Regions from separate parts of the Bombyx mori genome. Here region 2 is linked to region 1. A link is a contact called in public Hi-C data. All regions are on one chromosome and are shown on one strand. The core of a region is the stretch at or near the end of the contact, and the rest is flanking DNA. Distances in the headings are between cores, read along the strand shown. Region 1 overlaps E74 (transcription factor E74). Region 2 overlaps E74 (transcription factor E74).

Region 1 (5,325 bases), core at 1,585-4,084:
ATTGCTTAAATTGAGTTGCCAGTATTAATGGTGGATCACCGTACGGCTAGGTACCAACAGCCTGCCTATTTCCATCTTAATATAGTTGTGTCCCGGTTCGAAGAGAGGACAAACGTTGTATGATATATGTATACTTCTGGTTGAACACAAAAAAAAAAACATTGAAAATGGTGAATGTCCGAACCAAAATAATGAATATTCGAAAGATGTCGTGTACCTTATCAAGCAACGCATGTTATGTTAAATTATGACACATTATATTAAGTTACGTGTGTAAGGAATATATTCGTTGAATAATACTTAAGTATGTGTACAAGATATGAATAATACATATTTATATGAGCGTAGTTTACGTATTCATTCAATAAGTAAGGTATTAAAATTTTAGCGCACCGAGACGGCTTATTCTATTAGATGAAGCGTCACTCTCCTCAAATACCTACTCAACGTCCGAAGACTACCACAGATTACGAACTATAGAGTACAGATTACAGCCTACTAAGCTTTCGTAGCCTGCCCGAAATACGAAAAAGGCAAAAGGTTAAACAATGAAACGAATTAAAAAAATAATCAGCAAACGATTTGCAAATACGGAAACGATTACCGTTCGGCAAACGGTGTGGTAAGTTCATTGTGGGACGGCAACTGTGCAAACGTGCGAACACCGTAACCATGACGTGCGTGGTTCGACAAAGTTCAGATGTACCATCTCTCCTTATATTATATTTCCACATGTGAAATAAATGTATTTGATAACGAATGTTTGTGGAGTCAGAATGTATATATATATACTTACTGTTCGATTATAGTGTTTTTTAAAGAATTTACATATAAACGCCTCAGCTTCTTTAATTACTCATCAATTAACGATAAAGAGGCACTGGTAAAGCTATGCACGCAGCCACATATCCAGACAAAACCGAGCACATGTTTTAATATTTTATTAAAGTTTCGTGTTACGTAATAATGTTTTTTTTTAATTTTACGTACGTGACATAGACTACACAGTATGGTTACGTCGCCCGTCGGTCGTCAACTCATTATCTAAATGGGAAGTTCCTGCTTATCTAACTCACATTTTTGTCTCCTACGCGTTTCGTTCCAGTCTACCGCGTTAGTTTTCGGATAATAATGTTATATTCGTTTTCTTCTCTACGTTCAGTCTCTCCTTTGTTAGTTTAGAATTAATTACGGAAGCAGAAAACCATTATTGAAAATCTTTTGTAGCTTTCTTATCGGACTACATTGGAAGTCGAGAGAGAGAGAGAGAGCGATCAAACGCAATTGTCGATTAGAGATTTCTTCGTAAAAATTTACAAGTGATATTCTACTGTATACTATACTAATGCCTCTAGACTCTTTTCCCATTTGAAGTTGTTAGCATCTACGTACCGATACAATTAAGTACTGCATTGAACATATTCCGTAGAAATTATATTCAAGATTTGAATGGGGTAGATATCTATGTTAATGGAAGAAATATTGTGACAATGGTCATCATTCTAATTAATTTCATGAAAGTAGAATTTGTTAAATCAGAACTCATGTTATCACCACACTTTACATCGCCTGGGCGAGGATAAGTGGACAGCAGTGGAATAAAAAGTAGCTTACATTTATATGATACAAACCATTTCTATACATGATTTCGCCAAAGCCGGTTTAGTTATTAGGGTGTGTAAACGAAACAACCATATACTTTTTTATTAATATTACCTGCATTAGTATTAAAAACTTTTATATAATAAGATAGCTTTTTGGCAAGTTTGCCTCTTTCTGTGACAACTATAGGTACTTTAGAATCCGTTGCGCTGTTCCGGAGATATGTAAGAGCAAAAAAATGGACCGACTATAATCCTAAATATCACTGATTCATGTTCTTCAGTTAAATCTTTTCTACTTTTATCTTATTTTATTGCTCTTGTAGGCAGACGAGCAAACGGCCCACCTGATGGTGAGTGTTTACCGTCGCCCACGGACTTCAGCAATGCCAGGGACAGAGCCAAGCCGCTGCCTACTTTTCTTCAACGTTTGGTATGTTGAAGAAAAGTAGGCAGCGGCTTGGCTCACCGCATTCTACTGTTTTATTACTAGGTAGGTATATTGATATACGTACGTAATATGTATTTTGTTTTGACATTTGAAAACCTTGAATGAGAAGAATGAAGCGAGGAAAATCAATTTCAACTACTTATTTTAAAAAACATCAACAGTTCAAGTGATTGATAATGTATTAGATCGAAATTCAATTGGAAGTCTTATTTGCTTAAATTTTATTGTACCTACATACATTCAATAATATATTGCAGCAAAAGCAATTTTATTATTCTTACCATTATTGCTCAGTTTGAATTAATTAGAATATTAGAATCAAGCTAGGCGAGCAAGTAATCGGGGTACCTATTATAACAAAAATTTTGTATATTGCAACTTACTCCATTTTTTCCTAATTCTTGCGTAAAGTACGGAAGTAATGGTATTTAGAATTCAATGCCATTGCAATCGTTAGATAGTTTTGTGGTAACGCAATTATAGTTTTGTGGTATCGATACTATTTTCCTATAAATTTACTATTTCCAGTCGTTTTTTTTTTTGTATGTCAAAATTAAACTGAACTATTTGAGATATACATGCCAATTGTTTGGTTAGTAAACAGTAGGTACTAAACCTTTTTAGTGGCTGTTTAGAACCTAAATCAATGGACTCTATAATTCGATGTTGGTTCAATAAATTTGTACATGTTTTAAAACGTTTAAAAGAGTTGCACTCGGCCGCGTCGTCAGATAGCGTTATCGGTTATACTGCCGGATGCAGTTATCAGCTTGCTGTATGCGTTACGTTCGGAATGAGAGCGCCGTTTGTCTCGGCCGGGCTATACGCAATGGCTGCCGTTGTGTAAGGTCAGGTTCGGTTACATGTTTACGCGTTGCACAGATTAACATACACTTTTTTTTGTATGAGAGTTCATTTTTGATACGATTATTTTGTTGATTTGGATTACAGCCAAAGTTTTATTAACATTGTAAAATTATTATTGTTCTTGTTTAGATTTTTGTTCTTTCCCTTCCCTTTTCTGTTACTTATTTTATAAGAAGTTTGATTAGCATTATGAATAAAATAATTTAATCCAAAATAGTATTCTGGTTACGTTACTACGGGAATTTTCTTAAGAAAGTTTTATTACCTACAGTTTTTTTTTTTTATTCAAATAAGTTTCAAATTCAAAGCCAATCAAAGGGCGTATTATTGAATGATGATCAGATTACATTAAACATAACAACATTCAAAATAGTAAATTTTACATCAGTTAGGTAATAAATACTTGACAAGAATCAATGTTAAGATGGCCGGTTTGCGTCGCGCCTTATAAGCGTTCTTTTGACACTTCGACTTTAGCGTTGCGTCGTTCGAAAGTCACCGCTACGCGTTGTTTGTCGCGGTATCAATATCTGTTATTGGCGATACGACCTCAACCCGTGGATTGGGAACTGAAGGTGAACCCGCGCGGTTCTTGCACCCCGCTTACGTAAACTAATGCAACTGTAAAAACATTTGTATTATTAATTGTATTGTGTTTTGCGTTGTTTAATGTGTAATATAATTTATTTTGTAAGTTATTGTGAGTGAGTCTCGAGTTTATATTATCTGTTTCGGTAACAGTAGGTAATGGCGGCGGCTTGATGTCTGTTTGCAAATAATTACTCATTTTGATATTTAAATACGAGTTTGAATTAATGTAGATATAAATGTATATTATAAATCATCATTTAAGTACGTATAAACAGAAAATATTAGTTATGAGAAAATAAAAATTTTTGAAAAGAAATCAAATATTCCGATACGAAAAATCCGGGACGAAAACCGATTTTCTTGATAAAAGTATGGCGCCAAGCAAAGGGAACGCGCCTAATTTACAAAAGAAAAAAAAGACTTGAGCATGTGCAAACAAACGCTGCTTTATTTTTTAAATGCGATGCGTTTTTTTATACAACTATGTTTCAAGTTATCCATAACAGTTACATACACACAGATACTAGATTTGCCTCTTTCACTCAGTAAACTTACAGGATGAGCATTATGAAATATGAAAATGTTTAAAGTATAAATGAAAATTATACGTATGTAGAAGAATGAACAGAAATGTTATTATGTAGCTAACTTTGGATGTCGAGCTTTTCTTTGAATTATATTGGGATTGTGCGGACACAATATAATCACATTCTTTTTGGTAAGCTGCGGTGAACGACCTTAACTTCAACAAGCGACTAATGAAAAAGACCATACAAACTAATTAATATTACATGAAATGTGTTTTATGTATTTTCAGCGAAGTCAACGCACTGAAAACTGTTGTTAATCGAGGAAGTGGATTCAGAATTTTAATACTTACTTAATTACAATTGCCCTTATCGTTTTTAACCTAAATTACGTTCTAGTTTAAAAATTCCGTAACTTATTTATTATCAAACTCATTTACATCTACGAGAAAGTATTTTTATTACTCTTTACAATTTCAGTTCCAAGTAATTATCAATAATTTACATACATACTTTAAAATTAGGGTATCTTAAATAGATCTACTTGAAAAAAATAGTTTTCTAACTTCAAAATTTGTTGTGGAGAAGGCAAAAAGTTAGCGAGTTGTTCGGGAGAGGGCGGGAGGGACTAGAGGGAGAGGTGGCGAGGGGGGACGTGGCTGCAACTGTTTGCGCGCGGCGCAGCGTGGTCAATGACACGGCGACATTGCATCAACGCGCGAAGGTCACCTCGCCCCCTTCCCGCGCACTCCTCCCGCCCCAACCACTCCCCCCGCGCTCCCTCTAACGCGTCCCGCGAATTCCTACACTTCCTTGCAACCGGACGCCATTTTAGATCAATCATTTTGCATCAGTGTTCCGAAGGGGTATTTAGCATATTTAGATAATTAATTATACTTAAAGAAAATAATTATATGATGTTAGAATTTGGTCAATATAAAGTATTTCTAATTTTACATAAATTTATCAGCATATAGGTACCTACCTACAGTACCGATCATAAAATTTTAACTACAATAAATAAATTTATAATGATTAGTGATAGTTTAAGTGTATATTAAAGGTACCTAGGCGATTTAAATCTTTAGCATTCAAATCAGTGATTAACTTACTAATACGTGATGGAATAAAAATGTTTGAATTATTTTTGTGTGGTTTGCAAACGCTAAAGTCGTTTTCTGTTGGTACCACGTGTATATCGTATGTCGACAGTTTCCCGTGTCATTTACGATGACCTCTCATCAGCAGCTCTATTTGGTCAAGACTTCACAGACTGCACTGCAACTCG
Region 2 (4,743 bases), core at 1,602-4,101, 79 kb after region 1:
ATAACGTGGTCAGCGTCGATTGAGAGACTTGTTTTGCATATTCAGCTACGTTTTTAATTTTATATAGAAATTAAAAGTGCCTAGTAAGTTAATTATGAAGTCTAATATTATGTTAATAGGCGCGTTAATACCGTAACCCACATTCAGGTGCAAGGTTGTTGGGGGAAGAACTCGTTTTTTCTTTTTTCTTTTATCAAACCGTCAGTATGCATCGATTTTAATTGATCTGTGTTTTTGAATACGTCGGTACATGGATAATATTACAGTTATTTACTATTATTGTCTTTTTAAAGTTCAAACATAATTAAAATCAATTATTCGTTAATTATTATTTTAAATCCCATTTATAGTTGTCTTCCTCTAATCTATAGAATGTATATCGTATAGGAGTTACAGTATCTGCGATAGTTTATTTTGTTTTTATCTCAAAGGGTGTTATTTCAACATTTTGTCTTGGTAGACTAGGTAGGTAGACTTGGTAGACTTGGACTTGGAGACTTGGTTATTAAATTTAAACCTAATTCTATCTAAGTTTGCCGCAAAGCAGTAAGACTTTCGGCTTTGTAAGCTGCCCACGTGCTCCAGGACCCAGGCTGTGTGGGTTACGGAGTGTGATCATTCGCCATCCAGTTGCGCATGTAAAACAGCTTACCCGTCCTATCGGATCCTCCTGATCCACTCTCAGTGTTTCTAAGTATTCCAAGCACCGGTCACTATTCTCGTCGGACCCGTCAAATGCGTCGAAGAGTTCGACGTGCAAGTTAGCCCATAGACACAACCCACTGACGTTATATTAGATCTTCTCAGTGGCTCGCGATTCCGATATAGTGGTAGAATCAGTGAAGCACCGCTTGATTAGGGATAGTGTATGTGAGTACTCTGAGGTTGAGCCTAGTAAGCTCAGCTACCAGTCCGCGTGTATTTGAAAGAGCCCCTTTGGCTACTAACGATTGGGTACGAAACAATATTTTTTTGGTTATCCATTGACCGTCCCAGAATTGACATACGAACTTATATAACGGCCGTCTGGTGTAGTGGTAAGTGATATGGTCACTATACAAGGGGGTCGCGGGAAGATATTTGTATGATAAATATTAAAAAAGAAATGTCACACAAGTTCTTTACGAACTCAGCACGGGACCAGTTAACGTGGCGTGATTGTTAGTATTTTTTTTTTTTTATTACAATTAGGGACCAGGTTTGGGGCAAGATCTTGAGCTGGTGCGGAGATAGGTTCGCGCTTTCTGTTACGCCCCAATGCTTGCCTCTACAAGATGGTGCGTTTGCCGAAGTTCAGCATTGCCAGTGCGATTTGCAGCGACAAGTCAGTCCGTTTTGTGGAACAAGTGCAACCTGCACTGATGGCACTTTGCGATCGACATATTTCCCATACAGTGCAGTTCCTTCTCGACTTAATCAAGCTCGGTCTCCACCTGTGCACCACATGGCGGGTAAGGCTCATTAACGCTTCATTTAGTCCCAGAGGAACAAGCGAATAGCTTCGATGGACGGAACTTCAATGACACTGACGAAGACACAAAGGAATAAAATACATATGATCCAGTAAACTTGAAGGCTCACACCCCACCCTTTGGATACATTTGTACGATTGCCCAATCGCCCTTGAACTTTTAACTCTCGTCCGATTGAAACACCCACGCGTGACTTAAATAGCCACTTAATGTATCAAACATGTATGGAATATGCTACAATTTTTTTATTGCTTAGAAGGGTAAATGTGACGGGCGGCCCGTCTGGTGTTAAGTTTTTTTTTATAGCTTAGGTGGGTGTATGAGCTCACGGCCCACCTGATGTTAAGTGGTTACCAGAGCCCATAGATATCTACAACGTAAATGCCGCCACCCACCTTGAGTAGGACCTCTCAGAGTACGCGCGGGTGGGTATCACCACCCTGCCTATTTCTGCCGTGAAGCAGTAATGTGTTTCGGTTTGAAGGGTGGGGCAGCCGTTGTATCTATACTCGAGACCTTAGAACTTATATCCCAAGGTGGGTGGCGCATTTACATTGTGGATGTCTATGGGCTCCAGTAACCACTTAACATCAGGTGGGCTGTGAGCTCGTCCACCCATCTAAGCAATAAAAAAAATCATAGATGTCTTTCAAAAAATTCCTCGCAAAGGAGTAGTTAAATGTGCAACCATAGTTACTTCTATGTACTTGATACATGGACATGATATGCGACGCGTGAACGCAAACACAAACAAACAAACAAATATTTACTTTAGATATTAAAAGTTATAAAAAGGCATACATTATTCAAGCTTATCAACGGCATAGACAGTGACAGCTTTAATGCCATGGCAAAGTGAAGTCTTTAACAAACATATTCATCAAGAGAATTTAATTGAAACTAATAAAATAAATATACACCACCGTGTTTTCATATGTCGGTACAGAACTATGTACTATGTACACACGCTCTCATTACATACGCTATGTACATATTTGTACATTTACATAAATTATTATTCCCAAGTCTAATTCATCCTAACCGACCAAGGACATGTTAGGAGATCTAGAAGGACCTAAACCTTATTCAAGCTAATTGAGAACTTACGTCCGCGACATAGAGAACACTGTCGCTTAAAACGAAGACAACAGTTACGTCATTTTCATATCGAAATTCACGGTTGAAAGCGAAATTTATACCTGAGCCGCTTTTAATAGATTTTGGACTTTAGGTCTCAGGATCAAAGGTGATATTTGGTTGTAATTCACAAGAAAGGGATGCAGATATGAGTTAGAACGAGAAGCCTATATCCGTGGTGGTCCGTGACCTATCCTACTGACGAATGTCGAGCCCCGGAACGTATCCGAACAAAACGTCTAGACGAATGTCAGCGTGTGCGTCGCGACATCTGTGTGCGTAGAGTCTCTCACCGACGGAGCGGTGTCAATGTGTGCATCAACTAATTTCTTATAGGAAAAGTTTTTTTACTATTCCCGGAGATGTTTGTTTTGTATATAACTTTGTTTCTTTTTTTTTACTATTTGTATACGGCTGATCCAATATACGTAAACTTTGTTTGTTCTTATAGTGTAATCTTAATTAAGGGTCACCTAATGTGCTCGCGAGTATTACGACATTGCAACGTAAATAGTTTTGATACTTGGGCCGCGTTTCACGGGCATGGAACTGTATTAAACGTTTGTGGCTGAACGAGCTCACGGTCGGCGGTGTACAGTGGAGTCCGTGGACATCACTTCGTGAATGACGTCACCTGCCTCAAGAAATGAGATCAAAGTATTTTTATTTATTTATTTTTAAGTTATACTTCTTTAGGCGCGTTATGAAAAATTGATGAGAGTGAAATTTTACGATGCGCGCGTACCGTGACACAAAATTAACAGAATGAAGTTGCCCAATAAATCGCTCATTACAATACGACCGACGTAACTGGGCGAGTCTGAATATAGCCGCAGGTGAACTTTCCGAACCGTACCGAGAATTACCGAATTTATACGATGTCAAGAAAAGGGATGTCCAATATGCGTGTTTGAGGATGTTGTTTAATCGATTTTTTTTCAAATTGATTAATATATATTTAAATAAATAAATAAAAGAAACAAATTTAATAAAAATAAAGTATAACTTCTTACGCGCGTATATAAGTACGCGCACCCTTTTTTTTATTGCTTAGATGGGTGGACGAGCTCACAGCCCACCCGGTGTTAAGTGGTTACTGGAGCCCATAGACATCTACAAAGTGAATGCGCCACCCACCTTGAGATATAAGTTCTAAGGTCTCAGTATAGTTACAACGGCTGCCCTACCCTTCAAACCGAAACGCATTACTGCTTCACAGCAGAAAGCAGAAGGCAGTCTCAACGGTATTGCTTCGCGGCTGGAACAGACAGGTCTGTGGGACCTACCCCGCGGGTTAAGGCTTATTGTGGCCCTACCGTCGGTCGATTATCGTTCGGAATACGTTGGTATAGTACTCAAAAGCGTTGTTGCCCATTCACCGATAAATCCTTACCTCGAGGGGTTATTTCTAGATTCGCCAAACTAGTAGGTAAGCTCACGGGGCTCTAACCTGACGTCGTTGCTAACACTAAGCCTAGCAAGAGCAGTGTTTCGCAGAATCTACCAGCGGATCGAAAACGCGACCCACTGAGAAGATCCGGCGAGAAACTCAGTGAGCCGTGTCTGTAGGGTCCGCAGATTTAAGGCCACACTGCCATGGTGCCACCGTCACACATCACACATGTGGTCTATCGTTGAAAAAAATTCTTTATTTATTTATTTTGTAGATTGACGATCTATTTAGACATAAATGCTGATAGCGGGTCTCATTGTATTCGGTGGGTGTTCCCACAGTTTTAGAAGTAAACGCAAAACTCATTTATTATTATTAGATTTTAATCTAATTACGTACGTATCTTCCCTATGAGTTCATTGCGACTGCAAAACACACATCTATACTTATTGAGAAAATTCATAATAAATAAATAACTGGGAACAAATCACACACGGTTATTCGGCCTGAAAATAGGATTCCCTGTGTTATGAGTACAAGAGACTCTGGTATATATATATATATATATATAATACACACCCAAAAAAAAAAGAATAGTATGTACCTAAATATGAATTAAGGTTGTTAATAAAGGCTTCTTTATCTTTATCTTTAATACATACCTATTCATCACCCGAATGTTTGCCCAATGTGGGGATCAAATCCACAACCCTAGACACAACGGTCAGGGGCTCTAACTAT

Evidence for each region. A called contact is a pair of places that touch in the nucleus more often than the background predicts.
Region 2: a Hi-C map of midgut shows a contact between it and region 1, with 2.1 times the contacts expected there. The contact joins two enhancer-like sites. A contact is called at or near these places in 2 of 7 Hi-C or Micro-C datasets (midgut and whole pupa).

The regions. Positions count from the first base shown.
Region 1 is chr15:578,762-584,086 of ASM3026992v2, forward strand. The region is part of intron 9 of E74 (transcription factor E74); the gene reads right to left. Among protein-coding and RNA genes, the nearest start is that of LOC101739317, 18 kb to the left of the region's middle. Within about 2 kb of position 2,835, at least 8 of the 8 cell types and tissues checked have open chromatin away from gene starts, as enhancers often do.
Region 2 is chr15:657,655-662,397 of ASM3026992v2, forward strand. All of the region lies in intron 7 of E74 (transcription factor E74), which reads right to left. Among protein-coding and RNA genes, the nearest start is that of LOC134200138, 11 kb to the left of the region's middle. Within about 2 kb of position 2,852, at least 8 of the 8 cell types and tissues checked have open chromatin away from gene starts, as enhancers often do.